Regions from separate parts of the Pan troglodytes genome. Here region 2 is linked to region 1. A link is a contact called in public Hi-C data. All regions are on one chromosome and are shown on one strand. Each heading gives the region's core, a stretch centred on a gene start, on an enhancer-like site or on the middle of the called end of the contact. The rest is flanking DNA. Distances are from core to core; before and after follow the strand shown.

Region 1 (5,873 bases), core at 1,823-4,322:
AGCTAGAAAAAGCCTTGGAGGAAACATTGGTTATTTTAGAGATGAGGAATCAGATTACTGAGCAAAGGATCTCACCCAACTCACACAACCTCTTGGTGGCAGAGCCAGCATAAGAATTCAGGTCTCCTAATGCCCAATTCAGCTTTTATCCCAACACATAGGAAGTACTTTAATCTTGAGATCAGACATACGTCTAGTATAAAATTCTAAGGCATTAATCCAATCCCTAAAAGTCTCCTGGATTTGTTAATCTGAGAGTCTAACAATGCTCAGGACACCAAGGGAACTCAATATATGTATTTAAACAGGTGGTTTTCAAATGGGGACAAATTTGCCCCCTAGGGTACATCTGGCAATGTCTGAAGACAGTTATGGTTGTCATAACAGGGGAAAAGCGGGGGCTACTGGTGGCTAGTGGTTAGAAGTCAGAGATGCAGACTGGACTCGGTGGCTGATGCCTGTAATCCTGCACTTTGGGAGGCCAAAGGGGGTGGATCACTTGAAGTCAGGAGTTCAAGACCAGCATGGCCAACATGGGGAAACCCCATCTCTACTACACACACACACACACACACACACACACACACACACACACACACGTCAGACATGCTGCTAAATATCTTATAATGCAGCCCTGCAACAACAAAAAAATTATCTGACCCCAAATATCAATAGGTCTGAAGTTGAGAAACCTTGCTTTGGATGAAGATAGTCTGTAAATAAGCAATATGGTATATAGTAGTACTTATAATACAGGAAAGAGGTAATAGAAGAACCTATATTTAATAAATCTTTAACACCAAGGAAAGTCATGGAATTTCAAGGCAATACTTCCTTCTCTGTTGAGAAATGCTGGATGGCCTCCCATTACCTGTTAAATTAATACAAATTCCTTTCTGGAATTTAAAGCCCCCTGCTACATGGTCCCTATCGATTTTTCTCTCTCTCTTGCTACTGCCTAAAATGGGCCCTTTGTTCTGACTAAATTTGATCTGTGCAACCCCTTAAACACTCCCCATGTGTCCCCCTGGCTTCACACTTTTTGTCTCTAATAGTCCCTTTTTCTCGATCCCTTCCTCTGTCTCGCTTATACAAATTCTACTCACACTCTTCAAGGCTCTTCTTAAATCCCCCTTCTCTTACAAAATTTCCATTTGAAAGAAACGTTTTCTGCCTTTGAATAACACATGACACAGCAGTCTCACTTTATGCTTCTATCATTTTCTTTTTCATTAGACTCAAAGCTCCTTGTGAGCAAGTCATCTGACACATCTTTCTCTCACACAGCACTTAGTCAGGGGCTTTGCACAAAGGGGACAATAAATGCTTACTGAATAAAAACAGTTCACTTACTCATTCAAGACAGAGTCTCACCCTGTCGTCCAGGCTGGAGCACAGTGCTGCAATCATTGCTCACTACAGCCTCAAATTCCTGGACTCAACCAATCGTCCTGCCTCTGCCTCCCAAATAGCTATGACTACTGGTGTGTGCCTCCATGTCTGCTTTTTTGTTTTTTTGCAGAGGCAGGGTCTCGCTTTATTGCCCAGGCTGGTCTTTAACTCCTGGCCTCAAGCAATCCTCCTGCCTTAGCCTACCAAAGTGCTGGAATTACAGGCAGTGAGCCACTGCACCTGGCCAAAAATATATTATTTTTTAGATAGGATTGTATTTTAGTTGAGGTAAAAGGCAATAAATGCTGAAACCGATTCTAATGCCAGTGGGAACCGAGGAAATGAAAGGAGGAAAGGTGTGTTCAGTGACTGAATATATCTTTATCAGACCCAACTGCTAGTTAGTACTATTATGGAATAGATACAACTTCATCTCATGGATTTATGACATCATGCTCAGAGGAACAAAGGAAAACAGGGGTATTGGTGCCAGATCTTCAAACATAACAGATGACACAAACACGTGCCCCGTGCTGAAACTTCGTAAGTCTTTGAGACAGTGATCTAAGAGCCTGTGTGAGTCTAGACGTGCACATTATAAATATCCAGCACTGGCAATAAGCCATGGTGAGATGTTATGTATAAACATATTAAGCTTCCCTGCGCCATGGCATAGGTTCTATCTTGCCAGAGACCATCGCTAGCAATTTAGATCTTAATCTGAACGAAGAGAGCATCCCCCCCAAAATATAAAGGAAAAATGAAGTGGGCACACACAAAAAATAAAAAATTCCCAAATTAACAAAATACATAAGTTATATGTTATACTTAGCCCCATCTGGAGATGAAAATAAATATTCTCACTCTGACCCCACTCAGAATGCATTCAATATATTACATAATCCATGTCTGGTGAGTGCAAACATTTAACATTTCTATGGCTGACAGTTGACAGGGTTGGGGAGACAAACTTACCCTCCCTATTAGATGTTCTCAAACCCTAAGCTACCTCATTAATCAAGTGATTTTCCTTAAGCTGTTAGTTACTATATCTTGTTGTGGAAAGGAATGCAGATTTACCTAAATATCAGACTCATGGCGACTTCCTAGTTTGTCTTAAATTTCTGTTTTTTAATACAGAAGTATATCCATGAAAACAGAGACATTTCTCTAAACCAAAAGGGCTCCCCAGAAGATGTCCATATTAGGAAATCCTGACCTCAGAATCACTGTGCTGAGCCTCATAAACTTCTAAGTTGCATTTTCTTTGCTTGTACTCAAACATGAACTTTTATGAACACAGTTGAAATACACTGAGCAGAAAACCCACCATTAACACGTTGCAACATCATGCTATTAATCAAGGAAGTAACGGAGTTAGGTTTACCCTCCTTGCCAATTTTTAAAAATATCTTTATGGTCTCCAAAATCCAACTCTCCAACTTATCCATCCATCCACCCATCCATCAATCCATCCATCCATCCATTCATGTTTTTAGGGCATCTTCTTGCAGTATATCTTTTTGAGAACTTTTACCTTGGCAAAGAGAGCAGGGCCTGGATCTCCTTAAACAGTTAAGAATCACCTGGGGCCTTAACTGCAGCATAAGAATGTGACTGATCACCCTGAGTCAGATGGGAGGAACAGGAAACCAGTAGCTGCCCCAGTAACTGTTATAACCCAGGTGAAACCCAGGAAAGGAGACCAGACAGACACGCCTATATTGGTCATAGGGAACCACCTATCACTTAGGACCTGGTATTCGGCAGAAGCTTTCCTAATAACAACGAGGAGAGCAGTCATTTCAGTTTGCCATGTTAGACTGGTAGTATTCTATGACCTCTCTGTTCCTGCCAAAACAAATTGAGCATTATTCAAAACTTCACTAATAAAACTGCCTCAAATGCCACTGAGGTTATTTTTATCAAAGGAAAAAAAAGCAGATGTTGGTTCAGCATGTAGGTACACTACAAAATGTACTCTCTGGCCACCAGGTGGCATCACTGATTAATAAAAGTTTATTAACTCCATCACCATCACCCAACATGAGTAGCAAAAAATTAACTGGAACACAACATACTATGTGCAACTTCTAGGGATATGCAAGCTGCCTTTTTTTTTCTTTCTTTTTTTGGAGGGTCTCGCTCTGTTGCCTAGGCTGGAGTGTGCAGCGGTGTGATCAATGCTCATTGTAGCTTCAATCTCCCAGGCTCAAGTGGCTGTCCCACACCTCAGCCTCCCAAGTAGCTAGGACAACAGACCTGTACTACCACGTTGGGCTAAGTTTTTTATTTTTTGTAGAGATGATGTCTCACTATGTTGCCCAGGCTGGTCTTGAACTCCTGAACTCAAGTGATTCTCTCACCCTGGCCTCCCAAAGTGCTGGGATTATAGGTGTGAGCCACGGTGCCAGTACAAGTTAATTTTGTTCTCATATAAAATGCCCAAGGCCACCGGGCGCAGTGGCTCATGCCTGTAATTCCAGCACTTTGGGAGGCCGAGGTGGGCGGATCATGAGGTCAAGAGTTCGAGACCAGCCTGGCCAACATGGTGAAACCCCGTCTCTACTAAGAATACAAAAACTAGCCGGGCATGGGGGCGCATGCCTGTAATCCCAGCTACTCAGGAGGCTGAGGCAGGAGACTCGCTTGAACCTGGGAGGCAGAGGTTGCAGTGAGCTGGGATCATGCCACTGCACTACAGCCTGGGTGACAGAGCAAGACTCTGTCTCAAAAACAACAACAACAACAACAAATTCCCAAGGCCAGGCATAATGGCTCATGCCTGTAATCCCAGTACTTTGGGAGGCTGAGGTGTGCAGATCACTTGAGGTCAGGAGTTTGAGACTAGCCTGGCCAATATAGTGAAACCCCATCTCTACTAAAAATATAAAAATTTGCCAGGCATGGTAGTGGGCACCTGCAATCCCAGCTACTCAGGAGACTGAGGCAGGAGATTTGCTAACTCAGGAGGTGGAGTTTGCAGTGAACCGAGATTGTACCTCTACACTCTAGTCTGGATGACAGAGCGAGACTCTGTCTCAAAAAAAAAAAAAAGAGAGAGAGAGAAAGGATGAGGACCCAATATATACTATATCTTGTTGGAAATCTAAGTTTTCTGTATAAGGGTTCCCAGGGAGCCTTAACACCACTCATTGATTACCTAATCAATACATAACCAACTTAGAGCAGAAACTAGTCGGAAGTCCTGTTAACTATTAATAAAAATTAGTCATCTGTGGGAATCTGGGACTTTTTGCATTCAACACCCAGTCAGATTCCTGGACCGTGCACTGAGAAATGTTTGGCAGCAAAGCACAGAGGAAATGAGTGTATAGGAGGGATAACATTCCAAAGTCAAGTGTTTTGAATTTGAGGACATGTCTTGCTTTGTATTTTTCAGATTTCTTCTTTCCTCCATAAATATGTAGTGGGATCAGCAACACATACAGAATTATGGGATCCAGAGAAAAGTAAGTCTAGTCAATATGACTTTGTAAAGTTTTATGAAGTTTCAGATTTTGCAAGAAACAACCTAAAATTAGCCTGACTTGTGAAACAAAGTACTGATCATTTTAAATACCAAAAACAAGCATCAAGTGTCAAGTTACAAAACATACTGACACTTCAAGGCAGCTTGGTGAAGTGGTCAAGAGCCCTTGCTCTGGAATTAGAAGACAGAAATTCTTGGGCCAGGTGCAATGGCTCATGCCTGTAATCCCAGCACTATGGGAGGCCGAGGTGGGAGGATACAGCCTGGGCACATAGTGAGACCCATCTCTAAGTCTTTAGATGATGATGATGATGATAATAATAATAAAGATAGAAATGCTTACTCTGCCTGGTCCAGCCACATCTAGTTGAGGCATGGGACTTTGGCCATGCCCCATAGCATTTTTGTGTGTTAATATCCTCATGCATAAAATAACTAGGCTGAACCAGAATGAAAACTGTAACGATTCTCATTCCAAAATATCATGAAACATATTTTGTTGAATAAAATAAAAAATGAAAAATTTGAAAAATTAAATAATGAGGAAAACTTAAACTATGAACATCTCTGAGAAAAACAATTACTAAACTATTTCCTTGTTTTTATAAATGCTTGATTTGACTTAAAAACCATCCTAGGGGTATATCATACAGTACTTAGGTGTTCTATTAGCTCTTTAGTGCATTTAATTTGTTTTGGCTATTTACGTAAGTAGGATGGCAATACAACCTTATCTCCCCATATAGTCCTGCCTTATACCTGCTGTCCAGGCATAATTATAAATACTGTCCTCTTTTACTTTTGTAAGTTAATGGGTTTGGATTTATAAGTAACACTGATTAGCACTGTCGACTGGTGTGGTGGCTTACACCTGTAATCTCAGAACTTTGGGAGGCCGAAGTGGGCAGATCACCTGAGGTCAGGAGTTTGAGACCAGCCTTGCCAACATGGCAAAAACCTGTCTCTACTAATTAGCTGGGGGTAGTGG
Region 2 (5,547 bases), core at 860-3,359, 220 kb after region 1:
GTTGCAGTTTGCCCTAAGAGGGCCCATGCTGTCTGGGTGTTCGGTAGCTAAAGTTAGAAAAGGCTTTGAAGTGTCTGAAGAGGAGAGACAGGGAAGTGACTCACAGCTCAACAGCTTCACCCTCTGGCTTTGATGGTCCTTGGCTCCGTGGTGCTCAGTGTCTGTGTGAGTCTCAGGGAGTGAAAGCCCAATCCACAGCCCACCTGTTTGTATTCCTCACCCTCATTTGAGATTCTCAGAACTCAAGGAGAGCTCCTTTAGAAAATACGACTGCAGTTGTAGTGTAATTGAAATATCAAAAACCTTTGTTATTAAAAAACCCAAACCTTTATTATGTCACATGTAATAAAATATAAATGTGCTAACCTGGCTCAAATAGGTTGGATCAAATAATATTAAATAAAACAAAGGAGAAAAAAGAAACTTAAAAATAATTTTTTTTGATGGGATCTCACTATGTTGCTGGTCTTGAACGCCTGGTCTCAAGCAATCCTCCTGTCTAGCTTCCAAAAGTGCTGAGATTACAGGCCTGAGCTACTATGCCCAGCCAAGAAACTATTTAAGTACTATAAGTTTTGTTGTGCTCGCTTCGGCAGCACATATACTAAGTACTAAAAGTTCTGTGATATAATTTCTTAAGTTGATAATTCTATTTTAGTCTTTCAACCTGATTATAAGAATTTGGGACAAAGGCTCACGTAAACATGACTTTGGCTCGGTGCAGTGGCTCATGCCTGTAATCCCCCCATTTTGGGAAGATGAGGCAGGAGGATCTATCACTTAAGGCCAGGAGTTTGATGCCAGTCTGGGCAACATAGTGAGGCCTCAAATCTACAAAAAATAAAATTAGTCACGTGTGATGGTGTGTGCCTGCAGTCCTAGCTACTTAGGAAGCTGAGGCAGGAGGATCCCTTGAGCCCAGGAGTCAAGGCTGCAGTGAGCTATAATTGTGTCACTGCACTCCGGTCTAGGTGACAGACTCTGTCTCGCTTAAAAAAAAAATTAACATGGCTTCATTCCTCATAAAACATTGTGATGAAGAGTCACAATGTTTTGAGTCACTATTCTCTTTACTCCATCTTTGGAGAGGTACAGTGGAGGAGAACAAAAAATGGCCCAAACCAAGCCTTTTAAAGCCTCCTGAAGCACTCAACTCATCTTCTGTCTTGTCCCTTTAAAGGAGAGACATGGCTGGTTCCATCATTCTCTCTCCTCTACTGCGGTGTCACTACACACTTCAACCATTTCCACTGGTCACCTGGAATTGTAACTACAGACTACAGTATTTGTTCCTGTTTTTGTTGTTTTTCGAAATGGAGTCTCACTCTGTCACCCAGGCTGGAGTGATTCTCGCCTCAGCCTCCCAAGTAGCTGGAATTATAGGCACACGCCACCATGCCTGGCTAATTTTTGTATTTTTATTAGAGACGGGGTTTCACCACGTTGACCAGGCTGGTCCTGAACTCCTGGCCTCAAGTGATCCTCCCACCTCGGCCTCCCAGGGAAGTGCTAGGATTATAGGCATGAGCCACTGCAGCTGGCCTGTTCCTGTATTTGCATCTGAACAGTATTTGTATCTGGACAGGAACTCTCTTTCCTCTTGAAGTCAAGGATCACGTCAGAACAGATAGAGTAATGTAAATATGTGAGCTGGCAATTTGGAAATAATATTCCACAGAGACAATCTTGTCCCACCCCAGAGCCCTGGATGCACATGTGTATAAAAAAGAACACTTCAGTTAAAGAATCCTTCCAGCCCCATGCATCCGAACAAACAGCTGAAATGAATTTTCAGCTGAGTTTTCACAACGCTCGTTGCAAGCTCTTTGCCCTCATTAAATTATCAGGAAAATGCAAGTTAATTTATTATGCGTAATCACATCATTCTCCGTAGCACTTCGCCCAGAGAAACCTAGCCCAATATGGTAACATCAGAACAATGCTTCACCTCACATCTTCCTTTGAAAGATAAAGAAAACACAGAATCATTCTGCTTCTCTCCGGGGAAGGAAGGCAAAGCGTTTCCCCAGGCCCTCAGAACACCATCTGGCTGCAGTCTTTCCTTTTAGGGACCTGGTGTTTTCTGGCCCAGGGACAAAGCGCATTTATTTCAGATGGATCAACACTGTCACCCAGCGGGCAGACAGCTAGGCAGGCTGAGTCCTTAGCCTTGCTCTTGGCTTGACAGCCAGATACTGACAGCCCGTATTTGAATAGGAACCTGTTTGTTTCGGGTGATCAGGATTAATTGTTAATATTCTCTTGGAGGGAACTGGGACAACCTCAGCTGACAAGGCTTTGATTTGGATGTCATGGGTGAGTGCAACTTAAGAAAGACATATATTTTCATCGTGCTGATGCTTTTTTTTTTTTTTAAGCCACCAGTGAATTTATAAGAAGCACAGGCTGTAAACCAACCAAGCACGTCTACCAAGACTCCCAGAATCAAATAGGTTTGCAGGAGCAGGGTGATATTTGGTCACCTGTCAGGTACTCTGGGAAGACCCCTCTACCACAAAATAAGACTAGTTGTTCATTGTTCGTAGTGACAGTGATGAATATTTTGAAAACTGAAAATAGATGTGTGTGTGTGTGTGTGTGTGTATCTGTGTGTATCTGTGTATTGAAATGTCAGGAAATAATCTGCATTACTACGGTGAAATCAGTGGATGAGTTAGTCTTTGTTTCTCTATTTTGTATATATCTCAGAAGACAAGCACGGGATGCAACCTCTGTCCCATCTCATTTGTACTGAGTCCTTTTCTCTTGTCTAAACTGTCACTTGACACTTGAAACAAGCTGGATTCCTTTGCATATTGAGGTAGGCTCTGTGCCTTCTTGCTAAATGTACGTTTGAATTAGTTCTTCTCCCCAGCTGGAGCTCATCAACAAGCTGAAAGCATTCATCTGGGAACACTTTACACTTCTTATGAGCATGTCCGAGGAAGTGGGGGCTGAGACTTCACCTTGTAGAAACTCTTGCAGAATTTTGATTAAAAGCAGTCTCTGTTCATAGTGAGAAAATCTGGATTTGAATTCTGATCCCACCACATGCGAGCTCCTTGACCTTAGATAAGTTAACCTGTGTCTCAGTTTCCACCTCTGTTATCAGGGATAAAATTAGTACCTACCCCCTGGATTGCTGTGAGGATTTAGATAAGAAAATACACATGAATAACTTAGCACAGTGCCTGGGCACATAGTTAAAGATCAATAAACATTAGTATTACCATTGTCATAATTATTACAATGATATCTATCATATATATTATTCCCAAAATGCAACTTTCATAAAGTGCCTCTAGGCTAGCAGATGAAATCATGGCATCTTTTTAGCTGGAAGGGTCCTGAAAGATCATCCAGTCATTGCTTCTCATTAAAATCACCCAGAGAAACTTTTAAAACAAACGCTAATACCTCATTGTAGCCAGACAAAATAATACTTACTGTATGAATCCTTTTTTTTTTTTTTTTTGAGATGGAGTCTTGGACGGTCACCCAGGCTGGAGTGCAGTGCCATGATCTCCGCTCACCGCAACCTCTGCCTCCTGGGTTCAAGTGATTCTCCTGCCTCAGCCTCCCAAGTAGCTGGGATTACAGGCACCTGCTACCACGCCTGGCTAATTTTCTGTATTTTTAGTAGAGATGGGGTTTCACTATGTTGGCCAGGCTGGTCTTGAACTCCCTACCTCGTGATCCACCTGCCTCAGCCTCTGAAAGTGCTGGGATTACAGGCATATGAATCCTTTTAGATGAAATTCTAGAAGGGACAAACCTAATCTATAGTGACAGAACGCTGATCAGTGGTGATCTGGGGATGACATTGGAAGGACTGGCAGCTAATGGGCCAAAGGAAACTTTTGGGGTGATGGCAGTGTTTTCTATCTTGACTGTGGAAGTGATTACATGGGTACATACGTTTGTCAAACTCATTGGCGCTTAAAATATTCACTTGAACGCATTACGTTGTATGTAAACTATATTGTAATAAAGAGAATACTGATGCTGGGTCTCATCCACAGACATTCTGATTTAATTGTTCGAGGGTGAAGCCCAGAAGTCTTTTTTTTTTATGTATCCAAAGCATCAGCTGTGATTGAGAGCCACTGATCTAACTCAGTCTTCTTTTTTTCCAGATGACATGAACCCAAACAAATACAGCTGGTTAAAGGGGAAGGTCTTAGACTAAAATTCAGGTCACCTGGTTTCTTGTGCGCCAAACCTTATCTTTACTTACAACATGTCCTCTGCCTGGAACCTCTTTCTCTTCCTTCTGCTCATCTCTCTGACAAAATCCTACCTACCCTTAGGGGCTAGTATACAGTTGGCTTTAACCAATAGTATGAGCAATAGCATACCACATAACTTTCGAGGCTGGAGTGCAGTGGTGTAATCACAGCTCCTTGCAGCCTTGACCTCCAGGCTCAAGTGATCCTCTTGCCTCAGCCTCCTGAGTAGCTAGGGCTACAGGCATACACTACCAAGCCCAGCTAATTTTTTTAATTTTGTAGAGACAGGGTCTCACTATGTTGCCCAGGCTGGTTTTGAACTCCTGGGCTCAAACAATCCTCCCACCTCGGCCTCCCAAAGTGCTGGGATTACTGGCATGAGCCACTGTGCTCGGCCAGGAACATTCCTTCTTCAAACCAGCACCATGTTGTGAGGAAACCCAAGTGGCTATGAGGAAACCCAAGTGGCTATGCACATATGACACTTCTCAGGAAGCCTCAGGCTGTGGCTCACCCCACTGGACTAGGAGCTCCTTGGCAGAAGGAACTGTGGCTCATTTTATTGACTGAGTGAGTGAGTGAGTGTATCTTCAGTATTCAGTACTTGTGTTTGGCACAGAGCAGACATTCAATAAACATTCGTTGAACTGAAAAACCAGTGGAAGGGAATTAGCATTTATTGCCTATGATGTGCCAGGAATTGAAACAAGCACTTTGTGCACATTATCTCACTGAATTTTTACAATAATTTTATGAGTTGGTTATTATTTCTCCCTTTTGAAAGGGAGGATACAAGCTCAGAGAAGCTTAGTAATTTACCAAAGGTCACACAGCAAGCAAATAGTAGAACCAAGGTTTGAACTCAAGTGTGTTTGTTTTCAAAGTTCATGCTTTTTCTCTACCACACTAGGCTGTCTTGCTTATGGTAGTTATTCTACTAGGTCTTACACTATGGATTTTTATGTAGCCATATCTCCTCAACTAGGTTATAAGCTTCATAAAGGTGGGAATTAAATTTTAGCACTTAATTTTCATATGAACTCATGAGGTGAATGATTTGGCCACCTCAGTTTTAACAGAGTATTCAATTTTTAAATTCATTAGAGTAACAGTAAAGATAATGCAACAGTTTTAAATCTGCAGTTATAAGAAGACCTGAAGTCAAGGGTTATCCCAAGGTTGTGATTTAAGCTGAGCTATTTTGGTAGCCTTCTGTTGACCCTATGAATAATCCCCAAGTCATGCAAACATCATACACAACAGCCCAGTCAAAAGAGTCATTATATCTCAAAGCACATACCAAAAAAATTCCTGGGAT

Evidence for each region. A called contact is a pair of places that touch in the nucleus more often than the background predicts.
Region 2: a contact with region 1 is called in a Hi-C map of induced pluripotent stem cells, with 3 times the contacts expected there. The contact joins two enhancer-like sites. A contact is called at or near these places in 5 of 7 Hi-C or Micro-C datasets (blood, induced pluripotent stem cells, a lymphoblastoid cell line and 1 more) and 1 of 1 other capture datasets (stem cell-derived neural stem cells).

The regions. Positions count from the first base shown.
Region 1 is chr10:101,957,374-101,963,246 of NHGRI_mPanTro3-v2.0_pri, forward strand. All of the region lies in intron 6 of FGD6 (FYVE, RhoGEF and PH domain containing 6), which reads right to left. Among named protein-coding and RNA genes, the nearest start is that of NR2C1, 45 kb to the left of the region's middle. Within about 2 kb of position 3,073, at least 3 of the 24 cell types and tissues checked have an H3K27ac peak or open chromatin away from gene starts, as enhancers often do. A contact at or near this core is called in induced pluripotent stem cells and stem cell-derived neural progenitor cells, where this site is marked.
Region 2 is chr10:102,175,097-102,180,643 of NHGRI_mPanTro3-v2.0_pri, forward strand. No RefSeq gene overlaps it. Among named protein-coding and RNA genes, the nearest start is that of MIR331, 29 kb to the left of the region's middle. Within about 2 kb of position 2,110, at least 9 of the 24 cell types and tissues checked have an H3K27ac peak or open chromatin away from gene starts, as enhancers often do. A contact at or near this core is called in induced pluripotent stem cells and stem cell-derived neural progenitor cells, where this site is marked.